2 separate regions of the Pan troglodytes genome follow, and region 1 is linked to region 2. The links are chromatin contacts, called in public Hi-C maps. All regions are on one chromosome and are shown on one strand. The core of a region is the stretch at or near the end of the contact, and the rest is flanking DNA. Distances in the headings are between cores, read along the strand shown. Region 1 holds the start of SEMA5B (semaphorin 5B). Region 2 holds the start of FAM162A (family with sequence similarity 162 member A).

Region 1 (6,975 bases), core at 3,900-6,399, 630 kb after region 2:
GTGAGTCCCCCACTCAAATCAGGACTGAGAGGCCATTCTGCAAGGTTTGGGTTTCATCTCTCATGCTCACTAAAACAGAAGGGAAGGGAAGTATCATGGCAGAGCCACACAACATTCAGCACCCTTCTGTCCCTTTCCTTTCAGAACTCGACTCTCAGCTGGAACTTCTCCCTGCCATTTTCTAGCATTCAAGCTGGTTATAAAGGAAATTTCTTCAGAAGGAAAGTATTGGAGGAGATCCATCTGAAATAGAGAATGGCATACACGAAGATCCTGTTCCAGATTACCCATTACAGGATCATCTCCTCAGCTAAGGCAGATGTCATCAAACCAAAAGTCACAGAGAGGGGGGTTTGCAAAAGTATAGCACGATGCCAGTGAAAAATCCAGGTGTTGTCCACACAAGCTATAAATGAAGGGCTCAATTCTGTCAATTCAATGAAATTCCATTAGTCCAGGCATTTGCTTTGGCCTCTTGCCATACATTTAAGACCAAGTTAGTTAAGTGTTGTCATAAATTTAAGGCCAACTTAGTGATAGGTAAACTCATATGGAAAGATCTGAATGTAAAGAAAACTCATTCATTAGAAGTAACTATTTCCAGCACACACACACACACACACACACACACACACACACACGAAATGAAGACAAGCTAGTGATCAAGGTGACTGAATGAGGCAAAAGATGGTCCCCAGAACCCACTGGGGTTTAGATCTTTAAGTATAAGTAACACTCCCTCCAAGCACCTGTGCATCCCCAGAGCTCCAGATGCCCAGATCTCCAGGAGCCTGGCTTTGCATCTATTTACACCACAGGTACAAAGTAGGTGTTTAGCTTTGATGAGTGAGGAATCTGAGGCACAGAGAGGGAACTTGGAACTAGGAAACAGCTAAGGTGATGGGATCCTAGCCCTCTCACCCTCCCCCAAAACCCTGGACTCCAAGTCCTTTGGACAACTCCACATTAGCTGTCAGGTCCCCCAGACAAACCCACAGGGGAAAAAACACCACAGTAAATCACCACAGATGTTGAGGCAATGCTGATAATTGTGTACTCTTAGTCATGCTGATTTACCCCATCCTGGGAGATTAGAGGCATGTGTTGTTTACTGTTGTATCCATGGCTCCTAGAACAGTGCCTGGCACATAGTAGGTGAGTGAACACAGGAGTTTACTGCCACTGGATGATCTCTTTTACCCTGTACCCAGGCAGTGACAAAGCCAACACTTGAAGATCATGGGAAACATCTGTCTACTGCCAGGGTATAGGTGGTGGGGCACCAGAACTCAGCTCTGGGTTCTTTAAGGCAATATAACATAACAAGGTGGCATGCACTTCTAATCAGGGATCTTGTCTTTTTGTCCTCTTTGTCCATTCTACCACCTCAGTCATCAATGAAAGTGGTGAACTGGTTGGCTGGTAATGAGTTGCTAACTCAGATCATTGGATATAAGAAGGTGACCAAGACTAAGCACAGGAGTGTTATGGTCAGTGTTCAAATAATTGGACCCAATAGCATCATCTTCCTAAATACACATACTCCATCCATAAATGTCTGCTGTTCCTCTATCCCCTTGATGGGTTCCCATCCCTCTTTTTAGATCCCCGCTCAGGCATCAGGGCTTTCTGGATGTTCCTTGGAATCTGCAAACATCCAATGTGAGCTTCTAGTCTTATCTCATCTAACCCTATTGCTACATTAGATGAAACAAAAAGTTATGGTTGAATTTTCTCTTTTTTGTAAAAAATAAAATTGGTTTACACCCACTGGATTCCCAGTGGGAAGGGGGACAGGAGATCTGAATCCAGTCTTTGCTCTGCATGTGGAACCTTATATCAATGGATGTGATGTGCTCAGATTTGAGTAAAACAAGATGGCTCCCTCAAGGAACTTATCATCTGACAGAAGATTCTTAATGGGCCCTGAGAATGAGGGTGAGCCAAGGGCCCAACAGGTCAGAGGTAGAACCAGGCCATGAGATATTCCAGTCAATCCCCAAGGTACAGGGAGACAAGAAAACATGTATATCCAAGGCAGATAAGCTCACTTCTTAGAATCTTAATATCTTTATCTATAGATATAAGGGGTCAGGCTACTTAAAGGCTGTTAATTGATTTTGTTAGGATCATTTCACTTGGCCAGTTTGGCTTTGAACTCCCAATTGTCCATAAGCTGGGCCACTCTAATTGCCTGATCAACACACTGTGACCTGCCTGCCCTCTGTAGGCATTTGAATTTGTGCTTCCCCTGACATGGACAATCTCCAGGGCCTCTCCCAGCTTTGAGTCTCAATAAGAAGTGACCACTGTAGGGTCTTTCAAACAAGCCAGGAAGTTCATCCTAAGACAAGAAAGTTTCTGGGGCTCCTCCAGTCCTAATGGGGAGGTAGCAATCTACAGTGTTGGGCTGGACCTCTCGGCTTCTCTGGTTTTCTAGTCTGGCACTAGAAGTGGTAAAGGAACTTTTTCCCCTCGCTAGTGGGAAAGGAGGTGCTGGCTGTCCTATCTCAGGGCAGAGTCAATAAGCCCAGCTCTCTGTCCCACCTGAGTCATCGAGTTTTCTTTAACCCTTCCTCTCCTAAACCCTTGGGTCATCAGGCACCTTGCTGCCTGTACAGCCACTGCATGTTCCTCTCCATGTTCTCCCTCCCCAAACACATAGACAAGTGTCTCAGGATCAAACTGGTGAACTTACTAACCTCTCTGGGCATGGGCTCGGCCCTGTACCTCTTTTTATCTACCAGCATTTAGCATGGTGCATCGCACACAGTAGGTGCTTAAACAGTGTTAGATGTCCACGGTGATGATTATGGTCGCTACTGTTGGCTTTGGAGGAGGAAGGCTCTGAGACTGGCTGCTTGGAAAAAGAAAAGGGATGGAAGATCTGCCATTCCTTCCCAAACTGGTGGTGATAGGTGTTGATATGGAGAAAAGAGCTCCCCCTGAAACCCACACTCACCTACACACACCTTTACCAACACAGCAAGCCAGAGGCAGCCCTGCCCCGAGTGGTCTACCCCCACGCCCCAAGGCCCAGAACGGTTCTCACCGCCCCATGAGTGACCAAGTGGCAAGTTCCCCCATCTCTCCTATATTTTATCTCCTTTCCTCCTCCGTTGAAAATCTTGACTTCGGGCAAGGTACTGGCTGTTTCTTTCCAAGCTGCTTTCAAATCTGCCCCCCTTTTCCGTAATCGTGAGGTCCAGTTATAAGGTTCAAGTTCCCCTCTTGCCCCTTCCTCAAGGTCATCTGTCCCGGCTTAGAAAAGGTGAGAGGCCACTGCTGATTGTCAAGAAGAGAACAGGCTTAAAAAGATGAGCTGAAGTGGGGAGGCCGAGGAGCAAGCAGGCAGGGAGGGCTGTGGAGAGAGGCCCCGAGGCCGAAGTGGGTTGGGGTGCCTGAGAAAAGCGGAAGGAGGTCGGATTCACTAGGGGCTGAAGGAAAAAGATGGGGTTAGGGCCAGAGAAGGTAGGATCGTGGTGAGGTCTAGACACAGGCAAGCTTCCAAACCCTCAGTCCCAATTCCGTTGGCCGGGAAGGAGTGCACGCCAGGGTAGCCAGCCTTCCCGGCTCCTGCTGCTCTCACCCCGCCCCTCTGCAGAAAGCCTGGGCAGGATCGCAGGGGTGCGAGCAGAATCCAGCGCTCCTCTCTCCCCATCCAGACTCGCGGCCCACTCCCGCCTGGCGCGGCGGGCAGTCGGAACTACCCAAAGACTGGGCTCGAGGTGGGGGGCGGGGGCGGGGAGGAGGGGGCCAGAACGGCGCTGCAGGTGGTCCTCCTCCTTGTTTAAAGTTTGCGGTGGGCAAAGGAGTCGGCTCCGTTGGGCCGGGTTTTCTCGAGCCTCGCCTTCTTCCTCCGCCGGTCCGGCGACCACTTCCCTCTTGGCTCCCGCCCCGCGCGGGTCCCCATCCCCTCTCCCGTCTGCATCCCTCTCTGTGCCCGAGCGCCCCCCGCTCCCTCCCTCCTCGCTGGATCTCCCGCAGGACGTGAGCGGAAAGTGAATGGGCAGCCCCAACCACAAAGACAAATTACCATGAGAAACATAAATCGGGAAATCGCCGCTCGCGTCCCCGCTTCCAGCTGCCGCACCCCTCTCCACCCTCCCAGCCGGGAGTGCGGGGCCCTGAGCCACTGCCCCTGGAGCCTGGTGGGCAGAGTTCACGCTCCGCAGGCCTGGTCAGGGCAAGAGCGTCCTGGAGGGGGGTCTGGGAAGAATCCGGGCGGCGGCTCCGCAGGCGGCGGCGGTGGAGCGGGGACGTCCCTGAGCGGGAGATTTCACACTCTGGGCGGGCCACGCGTTCCCACGCGCCTCGCCGCCCGCACTCTCCCTCAGTGCTGTTTACTAGCCGGCCCTCTCTGAGCCTCCATCTCCGCACCTCTGTCCCTCCGTCCCTCAGCCTCACTCGTCCGTCTCCTTCTCCAGGCCTGGGTCCCGGGTCCCCATCGCCGCTGCAGCCCACATGCGCCGACCACAGCCCTGGCAGGGCCCAGTGCAACCCGGACCCAGAGCTGGCTGGCGGCGGGAACGCAGCAGCGCTGAGGGCTCTCAAGCCGAGGTGGCAGCGGGAGGCGCGGAAGCCAGGGGACCCCCTGTCCTCCCGCCCGCAGCCTCACCTACCTGGCTTCAACTTGCCAGAGCCCGAACCCCTACCTCTCTACCCCGATACCCACCCGAGTTGCTGAAGTTTGCAAGTTGCAGCCCCAACCCGCGCAGGGGAAGCGCCCGGAGCTCCCGGGACTCACCTCCCAGCGGCGGGTGCAAGTGCCCGGTTCCCCGCGGCTCCCGACTCCCGGGCGGCGCGGAGCGGCGGGAGCGAACCAGATGGGCTGGCGGCCTGTCTGGGAATGGGGCGGCCGCGCAGGAACGGCCTCCAGCTCTCAGCGCTCCGGTGCAGTCCCGACCCGGGCCCGCGCCCGCTGCGCTCGGGCTCCCAGCAGCCGCTGGACGCGCTGCCGACCCGCCCGGCTCGGCGGAGCTGGGCTCTGGCACCAACCCCCGCGCTCCAACTAGCTCCCGACCCGGCGCTCGGAGAGAGCAGGGAGGAGGAGACCGCGGGAGCAGAAGGAGGGAGGGGGCGGTGGGGGAGGAGTTGCAAGCAAAGGGAGAGAATGAGGGGAGCGGGAGCGAAAAAGAGGAGGGGGCTGGAGCAGACCTGCCGCGGCGGGCGCTGCACCCGCCAGCCTCGAGGCGCGCGGAGGAGCGCGAGGGGGCGCCCTGCATCCCGCGGCTGCTCGGCCGACTCCCGCCCCGGGCCTGCCGAGTGTGGTGACCAGCCCGGTGGGCCGAAGCCCCTTCCCCGGCCGGCATTCCGGCGACAAGACCTAGGACTCCGAGCACTTGCCGCCGTTTGCCACATCCCGCCTTGCCGTTCTCGGTCACCCCATCTCGAATGTGACATCCCCGAGGGCCATCGGCGCGGCCTGCCCACCCCAACACTCCGGGCCTGAGGAAGCTCCCCCAAACCCCACTCCGGACTCCCACATTCCCCAGCCCCGTCAGTTCGGAACGATCTTCCTGCCTGTGGATTTGAAGGGGAAGGGACCTCGTGTAAAACGGGGGAGAGCCGTTATAACCTGCAGCGGCAGAGAGGGAGGCTAGGCTGCTGGGCTGGGCTGGAAAGCCAGAACTGGCCGGATTAGGGTTAACCTTGCAAACTGTGCGATACCGAGCGAACCTCTCCAAGCCTCAGTTTCCTCAGCTGTAAACTGGGGTTAGTAATACGCACCCTACAGAATTGTGAAGAACGAGTAGGGGATACGGGGAGTAAAATAACATCAGGAACAGTGGGAGAGCAGCCAAGAGATGAGTGATCCGGGGAGGTGGTGGAGCGTTCTCAGCTGAAGACGGAAGGTTTAGCGCAATCACAAGGAGCGAGGCCGAATTGTTTACAAGTTTAAGTGATCTAGTGTTTCTGATGGCTAGAAGGCGGGAGAGAAAGATGCAAGGGGCAAGCTTCAAATCCTAGCTGCCCGGGCTGCAAGAGGGATGGGAAGGGAGCCCTCTGCTGAACAAAAAATATATTTGAAAATGTAAAAAAAGGTGACCTAAGAACGAGTGAGAAAGACAAAGGATTTGAAAAATTAAAACCAGGAAAGTGTGATTCTAAGAGATAACCAAAGAGAACTATGAAATAAAAATAGATAAGTTGGAGGAAGGAAAATATCAAAAGACTTTCTAGAGTATGCCAAAAATTGGATAATTAGAACAAAGTCTGAGTGAAGCATTTTACATAATAAAATTCTGGGTAAAGGAAAACCCAGATAAAGCAGAAGAATTGAGACACTAAGAGCCCCAGAGAAGCACCTCCTCCCTGCCATCCTCCTACCCCTGGACCATGGCAAGAAGCAGTTTGACAGGATAATGGGAAAGAAAGGGTGGTTCTGAATCCAAGAAGGGAGTTTATGAGACACTGTAAAAAGAGAAACAGTGCAAGATCTCAAAGATAGACTTTCTAGGGCAACGGAAATGCTGAAACTCATAATGTGCAGAATGGAGAGAAACTTGCAAAGGGAAAACACGTTCTGGACACAAAGGCAGAGATGCAGAGAAGAAAAGAAAGGAAACGGGCATGTGTGGGCATACCAGTCTGGTAGCCCATTCATTTAATATTGGGGTAAAAATCAAGTTGGAAGAGGCAGCACGGGATATTGAGTCCAAATCTATCATTTTATCGACAAGGACAATGAGCTCTGGACCATTCTCCCAGAGTCCCAGGCTGAGATAGGGATAGGTCTCCTGATCTCCACCGTGGAACCTTTCCACTGCTATGAGCGTGCCCCCCGCCAACCCCCATTCCCTGCAGAGCCATGGGGAATGTTTTTGTCATCACAAAAAATAGAAGTATGTGCAATATAGAGATACCTTTTAATTAACACAAAAAACCACGAAGCTATTCCATACTGCAGGACCAGGGAATGAACAGGAGAGCTTCCAATTTGTCTGGTTGGGAGAATAGACAAAATGCCTTCTG
Region 2 (6,961 bases), core at 3,620-6,119:
AGAAGAGATACCAGAAAAGCTACAGAGAAAGAAAAAAAGGGAGGTAAAATGATTGGGGAAGGAAACATTGTAGCGAAATAAAGTGTGGCTGATGAAGTAGTAGAGGCATGCCATTTAGTCAATCATTTCAGCTATGAAAAGAAGGAGATTCGAATTTTATTTATAGGAACCTGTTGAGAACAGTGAATGTTCTGTCCAACATAGTAGCCCCTCAGTGTTTTTGTGGTGTAATGAGACAGGAAGTGATTTCTTTCAAAATTGAAAAGGGAGAAGGAAAAGAACTGTAAACCGTCTCACCAGGCTCACATTTCTTCACAGGGAAAAAAGTGCCAAAGCTTAGTTAAGGCAACTCCAAGAGGTTCTAGGCAAAAGTTTGGGCTGCCCTCACACATTGTGAGCAAACGAAGGTGAATGAAGGCACAAAAATGCTGCCATTGAATTATGTGGATCATCCATAAGGAATTACTGACTACCTACCTGAGGCTTAGCCCCAATGGCATACACTCCTGTCCAGAAATTCACCAAGAAAATACATAGAAGACACCCCTGAACAGAACAGACATTATACACAATAAACTGCAACACCTGTCCACAGAAATAACACAGAAATACACACAGTTCAATGGTTCTCTGAAGGCTGCATCTTGTGTAGAACCCTCATGAGCTTCTAAACATTAAATCACAGCCAAAGATAACTTTATAAATTCTGTATACCCCCAGCTTCTTCTATCTTTCATCCTCCTCAAAACAAGAAGAGATCTGATATATCATGAACCTCTCATTGTAGGCTGACTCTGAAATTATGCAGGCGTTTTTCTTGGAATGCATTTTATGTCTTCTCTCTAATTGGTGGGGTAAAAATCTCATCCTCTTGGAAGGCAATTTAGGTATTGAAGGAGTGCCTATATTTAGTAGTGGGCAGGGGTAGAGAAAACTTTCTGTTGCCCCTACAATTATACTATAGTCTATTCCTAAGATTCATTCTCAGGTAAAGTTATTTTATAATTCTACATATTTTTTAGGGTACATAGGGGTGAGGAGTAGGAAAGGGGCCATTATATAACTAAAATACACTGTACTCCAAAGAATGATATGGAACTCCCTTAACCTTTCCTCTCCTCTCCCTTTGCCTGATGGTACCCAGAAGTAATGTCATTGGTACTTGACATCAAAGTCCCTTTTACATGATGCTCTTTTCAGACAGATCTGGTTCCTCAAACTCTATTTTTACATCAAAGCTCCCACGGTGCTTCCCCCAAACCAGAAACACAAACTTGTCTACGACTGCCAGAGTCCTCTAACACCCAGCATCCCCAGGACAGGAATAGAAAGCAGCCCTGTAAGCATAAAAGAAACCATCATTGATGCTAGAAAATAACCTATTTAGTACCTAATTACAATGTGATTCAAAAATCACTTATGTGTCAATGAATATTCCTAATAGAAATACTAATATTTAAACATGCATGTTGAAGTGCTGGGGGGTGGGTATGATGAAAGAGACACGTATGAGGACAATAATAAGAGACATGACAAGAGGCACTTTGGGATTGGATTTTAAAAGGTCTTATATGCCATGTTAAGAAGTTTATATCTAGTCATACGAACCCAAAACTCAAAAGCATAGCTTAGATTATAAAATTCAGAATATAATAGCATATGCCACAGTATTATGGAGATTAGATTGAAGGGGGAATATAGTAGAGAAAAAAAGTGCCAGAAGATAGGAAGGCCTGTTGCAAAGCTAGTTTCAAAAATGATATGGGCCTAAACAAAGCCACTGGCAGTAGTGATGAATCTTCCTAAAGCACCTCTTTGATCATCTCACCCCTCTGCCCAAAAAGGACTCCCTAACTCACACTTGACACACAAGGCTTTCCACAAATCTGGTTGCAATCTTGTGTAATCCCAATGTGCCCCTGTATGAATAATGTGTTCTAGCAATACTGATTTTCTATTTCCCTTAAATACATAAAACTTTTTTGTCTATTATCCTATTGCCTCTGCCTAGAATACCCCTAGTCCCTGCCTGCCTAAGGCCCAACTCTCTAAATTCTTTCAGCATTTTATTCTTTTTTTTTCCCAATATTTTCTACATTTTATAGCCCTACTTAGATTACGTTCCTTGTTTTATACTCCATCCACTGGGTTTCCGCAAGTGCCAGGAGACTAGTAGGTATCTGTTACAGGTTGAATTGTGTGTCCCCAAAATTCATGAATCCCTAATCCCCAACATGACTGTATCTGGAGATAAGGCCTTGAGGTATGTAATAAAGGTTAAACAGAGGTCATAAGGGTGGGCCCTAATCCGATAGAACTGATGTCCCTATAAGAAGAGGAAGAGATAGGCTGGGCGCCATGGCTCACGCCTGTAATCCCAGCATTTCGGAAGGCTGAGAGGGGTGTGGATCACCTGAGGTCTGGAGTTTGGAACCAGCCTGGTCAACATGGTGAAACCCCATCTCTACTAAAAATACAAAAATTAACCGGGCATGGTGGTGGGCACCTGTAATCCCAGCTACTCAGGAGGAGAATCGCTTGAACTCGGGAGGTGGAGGTTGGAGTGAGCCAAGATTGTGCCACTGCACTCCAGCCTGGGGGATAGAGCGAGACTCTGTCTTAAAAAAAAAAATAAAAAAAAAAAAATAAAAAGAGGAGGAAGAGATAGCAGAGATCCTTCTCCTTCCAGGTGCAGGCACAGAGAAGAGATAGTGACATAGAGAAGACATGGTGAGAAAGCAGCCATTTACAAGCCAGGAAGAGAAGCCTTACTATAACTAATTCTGATGGCACTCTTTTTCCCCCCTTAAATCAAACTGTATAGCCTAGAAACTGATGGCAGCTTAATCTTGGACTTCTAGTCTCCAGAACTGTGAAAAAATAAATCTCTATTGTTTAAGCCACCTAGCCTGTGGTATTTTGTTATGGCAGCCCTAGCGGACTAATACAGTATCTAATAAATTCTTGAATGCATGCTAAAATGGGATTCTAGGCACTCGATTTTAAACATTCTTTTCTGGATTTTATTTCAATTTGGAAATAGGATATTTTACAGAAGTACTAAATCTAATTTTTATAATGAAAAAGTAAGAGTTGCAAAAATTTTAAACACTTTAGGCCGGGCGTGGTGACTCACGCCTGTAATCCCAACACTTTGGGAGGACGAGGCAAGAGGATTATTTGGTGAGACACTGTCGCTACAAAATTTCTTTTAAAAAATTACCCGGGCGTGGTGACACGTGCCTGTAGTCCTAGCTACAGGGAGGCTGAGGCAGTATTCAAGAATACCACTACCTTCAAACCGTTCAAAGTACAAAGCTTACTACAGATAGGTCAATTTTTCAGTATCTTGGGTTAGTTAATAATGCAATACATATTTAAGATCATGATTTTGGAATTCAACTTTGTAACTAAACAGAAGCACATTTATGACTGAATTGGAACAGATAACTTTAATGGCAACTTGGTCAAAACCAGATCCCTATTCTTGCATTCAGGTGTTAATAATTAGCCCTAGGTCTCTGATATTTGAACATAAAAAGGCAAAACCTTTAAATATTACATCTTCTCTAATGGGCAATGATACTAGAGCAGGTACTATAATTAATCCTCCCTCCAAGCTTCCATACGTCCTGTCCCACAAAAATAGTAAATTGCACCAAGTATTTGTTTTATCAACTAAATAGCTCTTCTGCACCTTCTTCTCTCCCACAGAAACTCTACTTACAAAAGTAGGAGAGGAATGGCAGAAGCTGGAAACTGAGTTCAGGGAACTGCTACAAGATTGTTACAATCCTTATCCACGCATCCCGAGCTTTACCACAGCAGATTACCCAGAGCTTCCCAGTCAAGGCCGGAGAGCCGCGGAGAGAACTATGACCCCCCTCCTCCCTCCTCCTACAGAGCAACCTCGCTCCCTAAGGCCAAACCCGCGCCCCCCATGACCTCCAATGGCTCGAGAAAAGAGCTTTGAATTGCCCGCTTTTTCCAAAGCTGGTTCATACTCCCTCGCAAAGCAGGGAATAGGGTCTGGGGACAAAAGGAGGCACATGCCTGCCACATGAGGAAAACCCCATCACCTGGAACTCGGCGAACTCCTCACAGTTCACACCGCCACTGGGCGCCGCCATATTGGACAAACACGAGGACCCCGCTGCAGGCCAATCACCGCGGAGCAAAGGTGACCGCGGAGCCGCCTGACAAAAAATATAGTACGAGGGGAATCCTTAGGAAAGCTGAGTGCAAGGCTTGAGTTCAACGTGGTCCGCATCCACCTCGGAACCTGTCACCCTGCTGTCCCAACCCTTTTAACATGTCCTCCTGGAACTGGGCCAGATACATGGATCAGATTGTCAGACCTTGAAGGGACTGTTTACTCCAATCCCATCTTTTCACAAAAGGGAAACAATTTCCTTGTGGTTCCCCTACCAGGTCGTTGAAGGAAATCTAGGCAAGTGAGGCCTTTCTAATACCTCTCACTCCAGTGCCTAACCTCCTCCCCGGACCCTGGAGCAGAGGGGTCTTTGTTAAGAATTTGGGACCACTATGAAACGTCAAGAAAAAACGGCATTTCTGGCAGTGTGGGTGGGTATGAGTAAAGTGTTTAGGATGGAGATGATCAAATGTTTTTAGAAAATAGGTAAATAGAAAACAAATTGAAAACATACATGTTAATTTCTCAGATTAGCCTGAGGGATGCTCCAACAAGAGATAGGGCCACTGAGCAGAGTCCAATTATGTGTTTTCTGATAAAAGCATATGTTCATTGAAAACACTGGAAGAGCGGCATACTGGAATACTGGTTTATCTGGTGTATTTCGGGAGTTTACAGATCACGAAAGTTGCACATTTCCTTTCTATTTCACACAGGTACTCCCATGGGTACATATCCGCTAGGGCAAGGGCCCACGGCGCCACACTCCACAGGACCATCTCCGAGGCTGGCTCAGGATGCGGCGCCAGGGGCACTAGGCTGGCGCCGCGGGTCTCCAGCGCGTGGCGCACGTCCTGCACGCCCCGCACTGGCGCAGGCCTGTACACCGCGTCGCGCACGCCCCGCCCCCCGGCGCCGCCTGCGTCCTTCCCACTCCAACGCTGGGTGACATTGAGCTCACCAGCGCCACCGTCCCCGGCGAAGTTCTGCGCTGGTCGGCGGAGTAGCAAGTGGCCATGGGGAGCCTCAGCGGTCTGCGCCTGGCAGCAGGTGAGACGCCAGTCGGGATATGGGAGGTAGGGGAGCTGGCCCGGCCGCTGCGGGTGGGGGAATCCTGAAGCCTTCCTGGGCCCCGGAGTGGCTCCATTCCATGACGCACTTTCTCGGTTCCTCGGAATCCTACCTACTTAGTAGCCATGCGGGAGGGAACTAGGTGAGCAGCTGCTGATAGGCATTGGAGACTGCCCGTGAATTACCCTCATCTCCATCCACCCAGCTCCCACCAACTTAACTGCCCACGCGCCTACCCTTCTCCCCACCCCCGTCCTCAGCCTCCCCTGAGCTCAGTCTGTAAAGCACCTACTATCCCTAGACCTCCCCTTTACCCATGCATTCAGCTTTCCACCCTAACCTCCCTTATCTATTGCTCTCCTTGAGTCTTCCCTCTTCCCCCTGCTCCTTCCTCTCTGGAGTTTATCCCAGAAAACCTCCAGTCTGAAGTTTCCCCACTCATTAAATGTCTGATTAGGCCAAGGATTTAGGTCTTAGAGATTAATAATAATTGTTTTCTTAAAATGGAGGATACATTACTTTTAAACACTTATACAATTAATTGATTCGAATTTCTTGGAGGAAGTGTGTAATTGAAGGATCTGCAGTTTGTTTTGGTGGTAGACATTTGTGTGATGACTATTTTGGACTTAGGTAATGAAAGCTTAATTCTTTTTTTTTTGGGGAGAACCAGCAGAGCCTTGGCATAGTAGGGGTTGAGAAATCAGAGGGCTTGCATTTTGACTCTTTTCTGGGTACCAGAGATCTTTTGTTCAGTGGCACACACTACATTATTAAAAAGTTGTTAATTAAATTTTTAAAGGAAAAATAGCCCCAAACTTGGCTATTCAAATAATATAAATATATATTGTAAATGTAAATGAAGTAATGCAAAAAAAAAGAGTGAATGTTGCATAGTTTCACAAGTTTGATACGTAACCTTCCCCACCTCAAGATTATCCTTTACACAGCTTATCTGGTGTTCCGGTGGAGAATGGACTGGAAAACATGTCTCAAACTAGAGAGTATTATTATATTTACTTCCTTTAAAAGCAAACACTTCTTCCACTAAAATCCTCAATACTATGATTTCATTGATTTTGTCAGTTTTGTTGAACTAATTCACCTAAAATATCTTCTGTACATCCTATTAACATTATGAAGCTTTTCAACAAGGCAAGTGAAAGGATCATTGCTCTGTAAAAAAGTTAAAATGGACTGCATGAAAAGAACTTTGACATCTTGGAACTACTTTGACATCTTTGAACTAATACTGAGTATATTGTAAGTAGTTCATCTTCTTGCTTTGAGAATATATTTATGCATCTTGCATAAATTTATTTTTGCATCTCTGCAAACTTCTGATGTGTAAAAACTTCACTATTGACCACTTAACCAAAGCAGAATTCCTTGAGTGATTTAAGAACAATTTATTTTACTTCAGATATAAAATTTTTAATAGCACACTAAGGATGTTATATGAGCAGCTCTCTCCATATGATCTTCCACAAATGTCTGATGCTTTGTGAGCAACTCCGCAACAACCTACTGCCTTTCACCCACTTCATAGCTAAATACTTTCATATACATTATTTTGTTGGATGGATTTCCCATAGCAGCCCTCTCAGGTAAGTCTTATTCCTCCCACACTTTATAAATGAAGAAACATAGGTCAGAGATGACTTGTCCAGGATCTCTTTGCCAAAAAATGTTAGAGCCAGGAGAGGGTACCCTTTAATTCTGGAATTTTTGTGCTTT

The links. Hi-C and Micro-C count contacts between places; a contact is called where the count stands out from the background.
Region 1: a contact with region 2 is called in a Hi-C map of stem cell-derived neural progenitor cells, with 4 times the contacts expected there. The contact joins the promoter of SEMA5B here to the promoter of FAM162A in region 2. A contact is called at or near these places in 1 of 7 Hi-C or Micro-C datasets (stem cell-derived neural progenitor cells) and 1 of 1 datasets of contacts at active chromatin or transcription factors (stem cell-derived excitatory neurons).

The regions. Positions count from the first base shown.
Region 1 is chr2:126,286,337-126,293,311 of NHGRI_mPanTro3-v2.0_pri, forward strand. It overlaps SEMA5B (semaphorin 5B), which reads right to left and starts at 5,150. Exons shown (of 22, transcript XM_016941758.4): 1 at 4,748-5,150.
Region 2 is chr2:125,654,385-125,661,345 of NHGRI_mPanTro3-v2.0_pri, forward strand. FAM162A (family with sequence similarity 162 member A) reads left to right here and starts at 4,870. Exons shown (of 5, transcript XM_016941747.3): 1 at 4,870-5,203. The coding sequence starts at 5,170. It overlaps MIX23 (mitochondrial matrix import factor 23), which reads right to left and starts at 4,173. Exons shown (of 6, transcript XR_010155324.1): 1 at 4,080-4,173.